Regions from separate parts of the Mus musculus genome. Here regions 2 and 3 are each linked to region 1. Evidence: chromatin contacts called from public HiChIP or PLAC-seq and promoter capture Hi-C data. All regions are on one chromosome and are shown on one strand. The core of a region is the stretch at or near the end of the contact, and the rest is flanking DNA. Distances in the headings are between cores, read along the strand shown. Region 1 overlaps Gm31986 (a long non-coding RNA gene). Region 2 holds the start of Itpkb (inositol 1,4,5-trisphosphate 3-kinase B). Region 3 holds the start of Mixl1 (Mix1 homeobox-like 1 (Xenopus laevis)).

Region 1 (4,577 bases), core at 997-3,496:
CCGAGATCTTTCCGTAGCCTGGAAATAAATTACCCTAATGTCCACTAGATGGTGTCCAATGTACACCCACAGTCCCCCCTCACGCTGCTCTGGAAAGGCACCAGAGATCCTGAGATCCTGACAGGACGGCTGGTGAAGGAAACCCATGCAGTGTGACCCACCTGGCTTGGTTACTGAGCTTTGTTTTCTGGTAGCTGGAGAAGAAGGGAGAGAGCTGCTGGGCTGCAGGCAGAGAGAGGTTCGTGGAGGTGTCCTAGAGAGAGGTGACCTGGGCCAGGACTGGGCAGTGGATTGAGGGGGAGGGAAGACTTAGGGGTCAGAAGGACAGGAACTGAGGGGCAGGTCCGTCACAGCCCTCTTTGAACGTGGTTGTTTCAATCTTTCTTTTTCTCTCTCCTTTACAGGTTGTAAGCTATAGGAGCGCAGAGATGGGGTTGTACTCCCACAGATGCTTTTCAGGACCACACGGAATAGATCCGCAATGTATTTATGATGATAACGAGTCACAGAGTTCAATGGTTAATGTTCATTACTTTGTCTGGATTTGGAATTGCTAGGGAACATCCTGAGGTTCTTGAGTCAGGTTTCTCTGTGTAGCCTTGGCTGTCCTGGCCACATATTTTGTAGACCAGGCTGGCCTTGAACTTATATAGAACCACCAGCCTCTGCCTCCCAAATACTGGGATTAAATGCGTGTGCCACCACCACCTGGCTCCTTCTTTCCTTCTTCTCTCCATCTTTTCATTCCATCCACCTACCCATTCATTCCTTTGTTTGTTTGGATCTGGTCCAACAACCCTTCACCTCTACAGGCTCCAGCTAACTTGACTCTACAGCAGCACCTAGCAGAACTCCAAACCTGGTTGGTTACCTGGTCTCCCATGGAAATTCCCTTCACATTCTTAGCAGCATCCCACTGCTGCCTCTAAGTTTGGCCTCTCTGAAACTCTGTCAACTCATTGTAGCCATTCTTTAACCTACACGTCTGTCCGTCTGTTGACTGTCTGATGTGTCATGTGTGTTCTGAGGGTTTATATTAGTTACGATGGGAACAAAAGAACCTGTCCTTCCCTTGGCTGCATAGCAAGGAGAGAGAGCTACTTGGCAAATTGCTGCCAACAACACTTCCATAGCTGGTGAGTTTATTATGACACTGTGGGAAGACACAAATGTATTCATCTATGTTCCCAACACAGTGAAATCGTGACATATGGCTGCAGGATTGAAGTGTGCCTCCTCTCCAGCCTCCTTCATTCACTCTGCATCCATCATCCCTCAGGGATGTACATCTGTGTGTGTACATCCATGGTGCTGGTCCCCATGCACAGACCCCTGTCTGTCTGCCAGGATATCCAAGCCATTCCGGCCCCTAGCTGTCCTCGCAAGGTTGGCAGCTGTTTTGCTCACCTCACACAAATTCCTGGGCTCATGGCTGTGCACCACAGCAGTCCTCAGTCTTCTCAACACCCGGTCACTTGCACCAGAGCTCCTAGTGGCCAGAGGTGTGGCATCTCAGCTCTCTGTGTTCTGTCTATCAGTGTCTAGGAGTGATGTGTTTATAAAAAGACAGAGAGGAGGAATGTTTTGTGGATGTGTAGTCAGGTGTGGGGGAGGGGGTGCCATGCTAAGGTATCCCTTCTCCCTGAGGGACCAGCCACACGACCACAGTGTAGTATAGAATAGAGTTTATTGAGGGTATAGGGAGGGGAGTTAAGAGGGTGGTAGAGGCAGAGAAAGGGGGAGGGAGAGAGAGAGAAGTAGAGGAGTAGAGGCTGGCCATGAGCACTGGCGGCAGGGGGAAGGGGGAGAAAGTGGGAGCAGGAAGGCAAGATCAAGATGGGGGACATGCAGCCCCTTTTACCTTGAGTCAGGCACACCTGGCTGTTGCCAGGTAACTGTGGGGCGGAGCTTAGACAAAATGCTAACAGGGAGCTCCCGAGTTTGTGGAACCCAGGCCACAATGGCAGGTGGAGGGCCCTGGGCAAGACTTTTTGTTCCTTCTGTTTCTTCCCCCAACAAAAAGCACAAAAGCACCATTGTATTTTATCCAGTTCAACAACCACTCCGTGAGGGAATCTGTTTACAGGTCATTGCCCTAGGCTCTGGCTTGCCTGGGGTATAAGATACTCTTCCAGCTGAGAACCTCATTGCAATTTGCAGTGGTGCCTAGTTCCCTGTAGAGAGAGGCTGAGGTATGCTCAAGGGACACTCAGAGAGATGAAGGGCGGTGAAAGACTCCGAGAGCTCCAGGAAGCCTCAGCTCAGAGGCCACCTTCCTGCGGATTACCTCCGAGCTCTTTGGTAGACCCAGGGCTGATTAACAGCAGTAGCAGGCTTTTAGTTTCCTATGCGCCATATAAAGAGACCGACTCCAGGCTCACCCTCTGTGCGCAGTGAGAGCTTGGCACCCTGTAGGTCTCCATCTCCTCTTCTGAGAGAACACAGTAGGCACTCTGCTTTTGCCTGTGAAATGACTAGGAGCTGCTATTCTTGCAGGGTCTTTGTGATCAGGGAGGACTTGAAGAGCTAGGATCATGGAGGTGACACTGGGAAAGCAAGTGGTAAAGACACCAGCCTGTGGAGGTGTCCCTCACTCTGGGTCCTCTGTGGGACATCTAAGCAGCAGCCCACACCCACCCCAGAATTCTAGTTTTGCACGAAGACTCTTCTTTAGGACCAAGCCCCCTTACCCAGGGCTTCCACCACAGTGTCCGGATATTTGTGTGGGCTTGAAGGGAGATGTGGTCACCTCACAGTCCTTTCTCTCCCTCTCCCTGTAGGTCTGCCGCTGAACCTGTTGTTTGTAGTCCTGAGTGAGCTCTAGAACCATCAGGGGAGCTGTTTAGAAGTACCGGGCTTTATGTAATTGGCCAGAATGCAGGGGTCAGAGGCAGCCTCATTTCTCCAGCTTCTCTGATGATAGTTGCAGCCCTGTCTGTAACAGAACTTCCTGCCCCCCCCCCCCCCCCCACCTCCCGCTGCAGCCAGCATTCTGCTTGCTTTGATCTGCTCCAAGCCGGCCCGCACCAGCCTTTCTTTCGGGCGGGGCTCCTGCGCTTCTCCCTGTCCCTCCGCTCTTTGGTGTCTCACGTCTCTGAGCCCTCTCAGTACTGACTTTATACACGTCCCAGCAGACTGCTGCCGTGTGAATTACAGAGAGCAGAGCCATAGAGACTGCGCCTGGGAAACAAATTAAAACACTCAATCATTCAGCCAAGACAGGGAACAGGGGTAGAAAGACACTCAGCCCCTAGAGAGGGGCCAGGGAGGGATCCGGAGAAGGGAAGAAGTGGCTGGATCACAAGATGATATTTATGAAAAAAAGTCGCTGAGGCAGACTGAGGAGGAAGAGGAGGAATAAAGGGCGCACAGTAGGGGGCATCTGACAAAGGGTCCTAGTGATGGTTACTATGGATTGTCAATCGATAGGATCTAGAATCACCCCGGAGACAAATCTCTGGGCACCCGTATGAGGGAGTTTCTAGATCAGGTTAATTAACAGCCAGGCTGAAATGAAGGGAGAAAGCAGGCCCTTCTCTGCTTCCTGACTGTGGACACAAAGTAACCAGCTGCTTCGGCACCTGGGACTAAACCTTCCCTGCCAAGATGGACTTCATCCCTTAGAATTCAGTGAAAGTAACCCCTCTCACTTCAGAGGAGGTCTCACCATATAGCCCTGGCTGATCTGGAACTCACTATATAGGCCAGCCAGACCTCAAATCCAGAGAGCTACCTGCTTCTCCCTCTTAAATTCTGGGATTAAAGGCGTTTGCCGCCACGCCCTGAAGACTCTCCTTTTTATGTAGCTATTGTCAGGGAGTTGGTTGAAGGGATGAGGCAGATAACAATACAGTCCAATCTGATGAGGACCACCTCTGAGGAGGGGTAGGACAGAAGACACCTAGCAAGGAAGGTCCAGTATGCCCACTGTTTGTGCCAACTGGGTATGTGTGATATTAGCCAGATAGCAGTGGAGTGTTGGGTCCTGGGGAGATGGCTCAGCAACCAAAGTGCTGTGTGAATGTGAAGCTTGGAGTTCAGACTCCCAGACCGCATGCAAATGTTGAGTGGGTGGGACAGCTGCCTGTAACTCCAACCTCAGAAACTTAGGATGAGATTCTCTCAAGCAAATTGGCTAGTGAGAATGGTCTAAGAGTCACCCCACAAACCACATGAACACCGATCTCATTCAGACAGGGACAGTGTTGTGATCATAAAAAGAGAAAGGGCTATTACGATATGTTCTGGCGAGGTGTGGGGGGATGGGGTGCCTCAGTGGGCCCATACCAAGGCATTTCTTCCCCCTGAGAGACCAGACCCACACTGGTATAGTATAGAATAGAGTTTATTCAGGGCATGGGGAGGGGAGTTAAGAGGGTAGCAGAGGTGGAGAAAGGCAGGGGGAGGCGGCCATGTGGAGAGAGGGGGGAAGGGAATGTGGAGAGAGGGGGAGCAAGGGGACAAGAGGCAAGGGAGAGAAGCAGGAGTAAGAGAGGAGGGGACAAGCAGCCCCTTTTATAGGCCAGGCCTACCTGGCTGTTGCCAAGTAACAGTGGGGTGGGGCATACCTGGCTGTT
Region 2 (4,577 bases), core at 1,315-3,814, 220 kb after region 1:
TAAAAGAGGGGCCACTCCCTCCTTGTCCTTCGAGGGGTGTGTGCTGAGTCTGCTTCTCCTTCCAGAGTTGGTATCTGGGGTTTCTGTACATTGTTCTCCCCAGGACTTTGTTCTGCGTTCCTCACTTGGAGAACACGGAGCCAAGACCCTTTCGGGGGGCTGGCTGCTACTTCGGAAGGGACACGGGGAGGGCGAACGAGCCCTACCCAAACGCGGGCTTCGGGGCGCTTGAATGGCAGAGCTCTGTGCCTGGATTTGCGCCTCGAACATGCCCACTTTCTGGTTCACCTGCACATTTTGCAACTCGCGCTGCAGAATCCGCAGCTTCCTCTGGGCCTCCTCTGGCCCAGGTGGGGAGAGGATGCGGGCCGCCACCACCTGCTGCGCGTCCCCTCGCAGGCGGCCAGCCCAACTGGGACTGCCCACGCCACTGCTGCTGCTGCTGTTGCTGCTGCTGCTGCCACCTCCGCTACCGCTGCTACTATTCAGCCTGCGCCGGCCGCTGCGCCAGCCCCCAGGACTCCCGGGCTCCTCCAGGGACAGCGACTCTGCTGGGGGGAAGAGAAAGGAAGCGCCTCTCCCAGGGCTGAAGACGCTGCCGGGACTCAGCGCGGCCCTCCCGGAGGGCTGGGGCGTCTCGCTGCCGCTGGGCCGGGGGCCGCCACTCTTGAGCTCGTTGGTGCTGTTCATGATCACCAGGCTATTGAGGGCATAGCAGTACACAGCCATAGTACAGGGTCCGCCCGCCGCCGCGGCTCTCCGTCCCGCTCCACCGCCGGCGCCTCCTCCTCCCGCGGCTCTCGGCTTAGTCCCGGAGGCCCGGCGGCCGTAGCTCTGCGCGCTGATGGAGCAGCATGGCCTAGGCGGCGGGCACAGGGCAAAATCGCGGGCTCGGCCCCCGCCCCAAGCTCCATAAACGATTTCGCGGCTGTGGAGACACAAGGAGAAAAGTCAGAATTCCCGAAGGCATCAAGGGGGTGGGGTGGAGAGAGCCCACCCGCAGAAAGCAGAGAGCAAAGGGAGCCCCGGGACCCCAATCTGCTGGGGACGGGGTGCCCCTGGATGTCTAGCCTACAGGAGTTGTGATGCTCAGTGAGGAGGCAAGCCGGGCCGCCTCGATATGGCCTCTATTGGTATTTTCCGGCGGTGGTCCACCTCCCCCAGCTTGTGATACACTCCAAGAACACCTAGAATCCCAAATTCTGAAATTAGTCTCGGTAGCCACGCGGATGGCCGAGGGAGGAGGTGCAACTCGCTGGTTCCCTCCTCGAGACTGGCCAGGTTTCCTTGGCCAGAGCAAACACCGGCTATCGAGGATGACAGGCAACCCTGCTCCACCCTCTCAGGACATCAGAGGCCAAGTCACAGGGAACCTGACCCGGACCTGCCTTCCCCAAACCGCTGCTGGAGCCGAGACCTGGAAGGGGACTTGTGTGCCCACCGTTTTCTTTCTGATCCTGGTCTGGGGCTATGCCTCTCGGCCTATGAAAGGCCGGGAAGAGCGCGGGGGTGGGTGGGGGTGGGGCAGTCCAGGCACTTTTCAGCACTAGCCTTGATGTCTGTCTGTCTCCAAACAAGTGTGTTTTGTGAATGTGGGCACGCGTGCGCGCCAGGGAGCAAACTCTGCAGTATCCAGCACTGGAATCAATCCTGGTGGCTCCCTACTGTCCCCTCAGACCCTGCAGCGAGTGTGTGTGTGTGTGTGTGTGTGTGTGTGTGTGTGTGTGTGTTTGGGAGAGGGGATGCATGTCCGCAGCTACTCAGCCCTGCGCGCATCCTGTTAGCGAGGACCCAGCTGCCCCCTCCGGGACCCACACCCCTCGGAGGAACTCTGGGCTTGCTTGCACAGTTGCAGCCCGGAGGCCTTCTAATTGTGCAGGCCTGAGAATTTGCAGCCCTTCGGGGTCCCGCAAGCTAAGCCCCGGAGCAGCGCGGCCGGCCGAGGGCAGGGCCTCGCGCATCCCGGGCAGCCTCGCCTGGCGCCAGGGGAGCCGCCGGGCAAGCCGAGCCCCAGACGCCCGCAGCGCGCCGGGGAGGTGGTGGCGGCGCAGCGGCCCGGAAGGCGATGGGAAAGTCGAATCGCCTCCTCTGCCCCCAAGGCCACGCCACGCTACCGTCCCAAATCAGCCTCCCTTCTCCGTCGTTCTAGCCCTCACCTCCGTGCTGTGCTCGGACCCCGGAACACCCAGAGGAACCCCAGCACAGATGGAGCGGAAAGAGGGTTCAGAGACGAGGGCCAGGAAGGAGCCGCCACGCTTACCTGCAATTGCTCAGACTTCCAGGTCCCGTGCAGGCGACATGCCCCGGGGACTCCGGGCTCGTACAGACCAAGTGGCTTAAAGTTTTTTTAAAAAAATAAAAAAGCTCCCAAAGGGTTTCCGCAACAACTTATGGAAGACGGAAAAAGTGGGGTGCAACGAAGCTGAATGTACCGGCGCAGGGACTAGGCGATCCCGGAGGGGACACCGCCAGGCCGACCCTGCGTTGCTCTGTGCTTGGTTGGAGACACTACCGCTGTCAGCGTCTGCTCCCTGCTACTTCAGTGTTTGTTCAATGTAAGATTTAAAAAAAAAAAAAAAAGTTGGGGGTTGAGGGAGGAGGCAGAGAGGCGGGGGCTTGGGGGAGGAAAGCAGGAAGGAAGTTGTGAGCCTGTCTGGGGTTGAACTCAGCGGAACAAGTTTTTCTTTTCTTCTTTTTTTTTTTTTTTTCTATTGCTTGGCAAACCGAGGGAGGGAAACACTTAAAAAAAAAGTTTCCATTGTTAGCTAACAAAAAAAAAAAAAAAAAAAAAAAAGACTTTAACTTCTGCGGGTTAAAGATATACGATTTATTTTCCATCCCTCGACCAAGGTTTGCTGGTGTCTAGTTTTATGAAGCTACGTTTGAAAACTGTTTTTAATAAAATTTTGAGTGTGCTAAACAAAGCTGCTGGGGGGGGGATTTTTCTAGCATCGAAAGAGGGGTAATATTCTGCCTAAGCAGAGGGTGTACTTGTACTACAATAGGCAACTTTTTACAAGGTATATTGCATATATTGCAGGGCATTTCCTTGCACAGTTTTAGGTTTTAATGCACCATGGTAGAATTTTGGAAGACTGGTTGGACTGTGAGCTGCTGAGTGTCTTGTAGGCTAGATGTGTGAAGGAGCTCTGCATTAAGCAGTTATCTATAAACGCACACAGAGGCTGTGCTGTTCGCGTATTTTTGCACTCAACTCTCAAAAAGTTATTTTAAGAAAAAGCATAGTCCTGGGGCTGAGGCCCGATCAATGTCTTCAACCACTTGCTCAGTCTCCTGTGAATTTACTCCTGCGTTTTCAAGGGTTCTACTCTACCCTCAAATAAAGGGGGGGGGGCACCAGGCAACACTGGAGGGCGGGGGACACTCCCTGCCCCCATACACACACACTTAAGCCCCACCCGGCACTGCAAGCCTGTTTTGCATAATTCCCTAAATCTTAAACTCTAGCGTTTAGTGGAAACAGGGAACACAGCTGCGAGGTTTAGGAGATTTAAGAATCCTAAGCTTGTATCCGCCCATATATCCTGATTAGCCAAACCTCGGATGGAAAACCTGACCGCCTGTAGCAAGCAGACAGCTTACTTGTTTATGTAACAATACCGTTGAAGTGAGCAAAGCAACCTGCAGCTTGGTCAGGAAAAGACTCAAGCAAATTTGAAACCAAGAGCCCTTCCAGCCAAGAATTCCTGGAATCGGACAAGTCCTTTCTGGTTTTGTTTTGTTTTGTTTTTGTTTTATTTTTTATTTTTTTTAACATACCCTGGAAGGCTTGAATCTGGTTTCCCTCTCACCCTCAATGGGGCTGAATAAAGATGCCTGTCCTGTGTGTGTTCTAGTATTACCGTGAGACAAAGAAGCCACCTCTATCTAGACTCCCTCCTTTGGTCCCTAGTGGCAAGAAGAGGAGTTACTCAAGCTATGAAGTCTAATCTGAGAGGTGATAAATGCCTCAGTAGAAGCAACTGAAGAGCCTAGCAAAGCTCCCACAAATCTCTACCTTGCCGGCCCCTGAGAAGCTGTTCCTAGTTGCTATTGTCTCTTGTAGGTGAGTCAGTCAACCTTCCCTAGTGAGAAATGAAGGCTGCTGGAACATGCCCTTAGTCTCTGAGTAATCCTTGGCCAGTCAGCTGCTGTCAGACAGGACATGGAGATGGAACTTCTGGCTTGGATGTAAGGGAGACAAGACGATAGTCCTAACCATGACACTGAGAGGGTTTGGCAGGGTTTAAGTCCCCAGATTGGAAGTCAGCACAGCAGGCTTTATATCCTACCATAGAATCTAGCTGGCTCCCACAACGTAAAGCAAAAGTTAACACTTCGACGTAGTGTTTGCTATTTCCAGACACTGGTTTAGGCACATTTTGAATATGTATACAGGACTAAGGACATAGTATGGGTAACAGAATGCCTTCCTAACATGCACCATGCCCTGTGATTGGTCCTCAGCACCGCACAAGCCAGGCTTGTTGGCCTAGTGACACGAACCTGTAATCCAGCACTGTAGTGGTGGAGGCAGGAGGATGAGAAGTTCAAAGTCACTATTAGCTACATCAAGA
Region 3 (4,577 bases), core at 1,259-3,758, 150 kb before region 1:
CTATAGCTCAGAACCCAGCTGAGTCTCTGGGAGGCTCGGCTGTCACTGACAAACTCCTTCTGGGAGCAGTAGTCACAGACTCTGGTGTCTTCTCAGGCTGGTTTCCTGATCCCTTCAGGGACAGCAGTGCAGCAGCCACTGAAGCTCCTAGGTGGCAGAGACCAGGCCACCTCTCTTCCCAAGATGACTGGAACCCAGTGTTCCCACAGAGTCATATCTGGAGATCCGCTTGGCACAGCACCTGTCCAGGTCTTTGGGCTTTGATCTGGATTGTAGTGTATTTCTTGGAGAGTAAAATGGGAACACACACCACACATCACACATCCACCACACACACACACACACACACACACACACACACACACACACCTACTATATAAGAACATACATAAGCACAGCCATAACATTTTATTTTGTTTTCAAATAATTCATTTTTAATAATGGATTATAAAACTGAGTGACAGGTTGGGTGTATAATTCAGAGATAAAGCCCTGGGTTTGAGCCTCAGCATCACAGAAAAAAAGAGAAGAATAAAAGTAGGTGTGAACTTTCATGTTCAAGAGGCTGAGACAGGTAGATCTCAAGTTCAAGGCCAGCCTGGGCTATCTCGTGAGACCCAGTCTCTGAATTGATGAACAAATGGCAGAAGATGTAGCATAGCCCTTCCAGTGCTTGTCCAGCATTTACAAGGCCTTGTTTGAGCCCCAGCATTGCATAAAATCAGGCATTGTGTGGAATGTCTGTAAAGAGAGCTTTGCATCCTGGAAGTCCATCCTTGGCTACATAGAGAGTGTGAGGCTAGCCTGGTATACACGAGACCCTGATATATGTACGGGGTAGGAGTAGAAAAATAAAAGCATAGAAAAATCAAATTCTGATTTTTCCATTCCATACACTGTGAAACTGAAAAACTGTCAAAGAAATAGAAGAAGAAAGAAAGGGAGAGGGGTTGGAGGTGTGTGTGTGTGTGTGTGTGTGTGTGTGTGTGTGTGTGTGTGTGTTTGAGGGGAAGGGATCAGATGGAAAAGCAGGCCTGGGGAGTCTTAGCATCCGCATAAAGCAGGAGGCCAGGACACTTCCCACGACTCCCCAGCTGGTGGACAGGTCAAGCCTAGAACTTGCCGATCACTCTGTGCTTTGACACTTGGGATAATTGCCCATAGTAAAGATATGGCCACTTGCTGCTCTTCCAGAGGGTCAGTTCTCAGCACTGTATCAGGTGGCTTACAACCCATTACTTCCCAGCACTGTGTCAGGCAGCTTACAACCCACTTCCCTCTTTTGGCTTCTTTGGGGGCTCACATGCGTATTAGTAGACAGGATGCACTCATGGCCAGCACATATACTTTCTCCTATGATACTTCCCATTAGCATTGAAGACGTTGCAGGAACAGGTCCTGGGCTGGGCTGTGGAATACCCCTTCCTCTGCAGGGAGCCCCTTTGAGGCCTTGCAAGCCGTGCTCCTTGCCCTGCCTGCCTCTGCACCCTTCTGCTATAGTGCTGCATGCCTCTGATTTCTCTATGAAGCAACTTGGCTTCTGTCTCAACAGATGTTCCCTGAGGGTCTTGCTTAGGATTTTCCAGTCACTGGGTCCTATTCTCAGGACCAGAGGGTAAGGAGGTGGGGAGAGACTTATATGAATAAATGAATGCATGTGTGCACTAGGGGAAGCAGATATAGAAGTCACAACTAAACTACAAATCCGCATAAAACAAACCAGGAACCTCAAATGAACCCCAGGGGACAAAGGAAATAGTAATGGCATCAGAGGGAGCAGAAACTTCAAGGAGTGGCATCAGAGGGAGCAGAAACTTCTCGGGTTCTGAGCACTGTTGGGATTCTTTAGGAGCGCTAACCCCGTACAACTTCAGCCCGTCCAATTTACAGCATTCTTGTTGACAGGTCACAGATACTCTAGGCAGGAGCAGCGTCACTGTTCAGGATGTGTGCCTGTCCCCTTTGAGATCTCTTTATCTTCACCCCCCCTTGGATTCAGGATGTGTCAGGGTGGTTTGCCGAGGGCAGGGCTAGGCTGTTTAACCAACCTGGAGTAAGGTCTAGCACATAGCAGGGGTGGTAAATAGCGCCTTTGATGGTGACAGGCGGACAGCGGGCCAGGCACAGCGCGGGGGACCTACGAACCAAGCCCCCAAGAGATTCAGGCGCTCTTGAGAGGTCTTCTGGCCCAGAAGAGGGGGTTCTGTCCAAGTCCGGCCTGCACTTGGGGCGACCCCACCGGGGCAAAGCGGTTCGAGGTATGTGGATTGGTGGTTGGACTGGCTGGCGGATGGGCGGAGAAGGGACGGAGCGGCCCGGACTCAAGTTCGCGCCTCCCTCATTCCGTCCCCGGGTCAGCGGAAGCGATTATTCCCGCGGCGTCTGGCGGGGCTGGGGCGGGCTCGCACCCCGAGGAGACGAGACGCGGCTTCCCTGCACCCACGCCTTTGATGGCGCCGCCGCCCCCTCCCCGGCTCCGGGCCGCTATAACTGCAGGCGCGCGGGGGTACAGGGAAGCGTCCGGGAGTCATGGCCGCAGCAGGGTCCCAGCAGCTCCAGTTCGCAGAAGGCGCCGCTTTCCCCATCTTCCCCGCCGCGCATCCCGGAGGGCAGCTGCTCCCAGCCATGCGCCCAGCCTCTGGGCTGCCCGCGGCGCCCCACGACTCTCGCGCCCCAGCAGCCACGCAGTGCTTTCCAAACCGCGACTCCAGTCCCACAGCGCAGACCCCCGCCGGCCTGGATCCGCCCGGACCCTCCAAAGGCTCGGCCGCCCCGTCGGCGCCACAGCGCCGCAAGCGCACGTCGTTCAGCTCGGAGCAGCTGCAGTTGCTGGAGCTCGTCTTCCGACAGACCATGTACCCAGACATCCACTTGCGGGAGCGCCTGGCTGCGCTCACGCTGCTACCCGAGTCCAGGATCCAGGTGAGTCGCGGTCGCAGCTGCGCGTTCCAGTGGAGGTGCTGGGAAGTCACAGGCTTGTTGGGCCATTTATTCTGTGGGGGAAAAGTTACTCTCTTTGAACCTCATGGTTCTAGACTGCAAACTGGGATGTCAGTTAAGGCCGCGTTACCATGTGATTGATCTGGGCAGCTAAGGGGCTTGCGGACCCATTGAAAGGTCCCAGCAGGAAGGTAGTCATTGCACTCTTTCCCAGCGTCCAGTAAGGAGAGAGAGAGAGACAGAGACAGAGAGACAGACAGAGAGACAGAGAGAGAGAGACAAGCCTTCCTCTGGCTTTGATTCTAAGTAGCAGAGCAGGGTTGGATCACCTTCAAAACAAGCAAGAACTTCTTGTCACTTTGAAAAAATATTGCAAAGTGAGTTTATTGTCTGAGGTCGATCATTTAGATCAGAGTTTTGGAGATGATAGGGAGAAGCCTCTCTCTCTCTCTCTTGCTCTCTCTCTCTCTCTCTCTCTCTCTCTCTCTCTCTCTCTCTCTCTGTGTGTGTGTGTGTGTGTGTGTGTGTGTGTGTGTGTGTGTGTGTGTGTGACTGAGACAAGTTCATGCTGCGTAGTCCAAGCTGGACTTCAATTCACAATCCTTCTGCCTCAGCTTCCTGGGTGCTTGGATTACAGGTAGGTTCCCCAACACCCAGTTTAGACGCTTGCCTCAGGAGGGTGGACATTTAGTGTTTATTTTTTTCCTGGACTTAGGGTGACTACTCAACTGTCACTTTTTTACCCCCTCCAGTCAGGGTTTCTCTGGGTAGCCCTGGCTGTCCGGGAATTTGCTCTGGAGACCAGGCTGGCCTTGAAATCAAAGATGTGCCTCCTTTGTCTAGGATTAAGGGGGTGTGCCACTATCTCCTGGCTTCAACTGTCACTTTCAGCAGTTGTCACCCTGGGCTTCCTATGCAGAACACGTTTGTGGGGAAATAGTAAAGACATTTACACACAGAAACGAGCTTCACGGAGGAAAAATACCTACTGGGATTGAAGGGGTATGCTACCACCACCAGGCTGAGACCGTCTTTTTTTTTTTTTTTTTTTTTTTGGTTTTTCGAGACAGGGTTTCTCTGTATAGCCCTGGCTGTCCTGGAACTCACTTTGTAGACCAGGCTGGCCTCGAACTCAGAAATCCGCCTGCCTCTGCCTCCCGAGTGCTGGGATTAAAGGCGTGCGCCACCACGCCCGGCTTTCTTTCTTTCTTTTTTTTTTTAATGTGTAAAATGAAAAGCAGACAAACAACCAAGTATAGCAAGTGTAGACAGAACCAGACAGCATTCCAGCTTTGCATCTGAGAATGATGACTGAGAAGGTTTGGAGCTCTGAACATCAAACCATTGGTTCAAGTGCTTTCTGTAAGCCCCAGACTTTGAGCAGAGAGTCAAGGCTAATATGCAGTTTTATCGGTAGAGTGCTTGCCTAGCATGCACGAAACCCTGGGTTCCATCCTCAGGTACCACGCAAACCACTCGTGGTGGTGCAGCCTGTAACCCCAGCTCTGGAGTGGAGGAAGGAGAATCATAAATTCAAGGTCAAGGTTCTCCTTGGCTACAACCCGAGGTTGAGGTCAGCACTGGCTAGAGAAGCTATCTCAAGCAAACCCCCAAACAAACTAACAATAAAAACCCCA

The links. Promoter capture Hi-C pulls out the DNA fragments that hold promoters and counts their contacts. HiChIP or PLAC-seq counts read pairs in DNA pulled down with a chosen protein or histone mark.
Region 2: a promoter capture Hi-C map of pre-B cells shows a contact between it and region 1, with 2.3 times the contacts expected there. The contact joins the promoter of Itpkb here to the enhancer-like site in region 1. A contact is called at or near these places in 5 of 39 promoter capture datasets (the C10 cell line, embryonic stem cells, liver and 1 more), 2 of 484 Hi-C or Micro-C datasets (both in embryonic stem cells), 1 of 115 datasets of contacts at active chromatin or transcription factors (microglia) and 2 of 9 other capture datasets (adipose tissue and liver).
Region 3: a contact with region 1 is called in an H3K27ac HiChIP or PLAC-seq map of the HPC-7 cell line, with 5 times the contacts expected there. The contact joins the promoter of Mixl1 here to the enhancer-like site in region 1. A contact is called at or near these places in 2 of 39 promoter capture datasets (embryonic stem cells and hematopoietic stem and progenitor cells), 2 of 115 datasets of contacts at active chromatin or transcription factors (the HPC-7 cell line and embryonic stem cells) and 2 of 9 other capture datasets (adipose tissue and pancreatic islet).

Annotation. Positions count from the first base shown.
Region 1 is chr1:180,546,495-180,551,071 of GRCm38.p6, reverse strand. It overlaps Gm31986 (a long non-coding RNA gene), which reads left to right. Exons shown (of 4, transcript XR_001779573.2): 3 at 405-518. Among named protein-coding and RNA genes, the nearest start is that of Parp1, 20 kb to the left of the region's middle. Within about 2 kb of position 2,246, at least 89 of the 459 cell types and tissues checked have an H3K27ac peak or open chromatin away from gene starts, as enhancers often do. A contact at or near this core is called in the HPC-7 cell line, pancreatic islet and pre-B cells, where this site is marked.
Region 2 is chr1:180,328,463-180,333,039 of GRCm38.p6, reverse strand. Itpkb (inositol 1,4,5-trisphosphate 3-kinase B) reads right to left here and starts at 2,564. Exons shown (of 8, transcript NM_001081175.1): 1 at 2,261-2,564; 2 at 1-928. The coding sequence starts at 729. It also overlaps the pseudogene Gm5069.
Region 3 is chr1:180,694,965-180,699,541 of GRCm38.p6, reverse strand. It overlaps Mixl1 (Mix1 homeobox-like 1 (Xenopus laevis)), which reads left to right and starts at 2,508. Exons shown (of 2, transcript NM_013729.3): 1 at 2,508-2,922. The coding sequence starts at 2,530.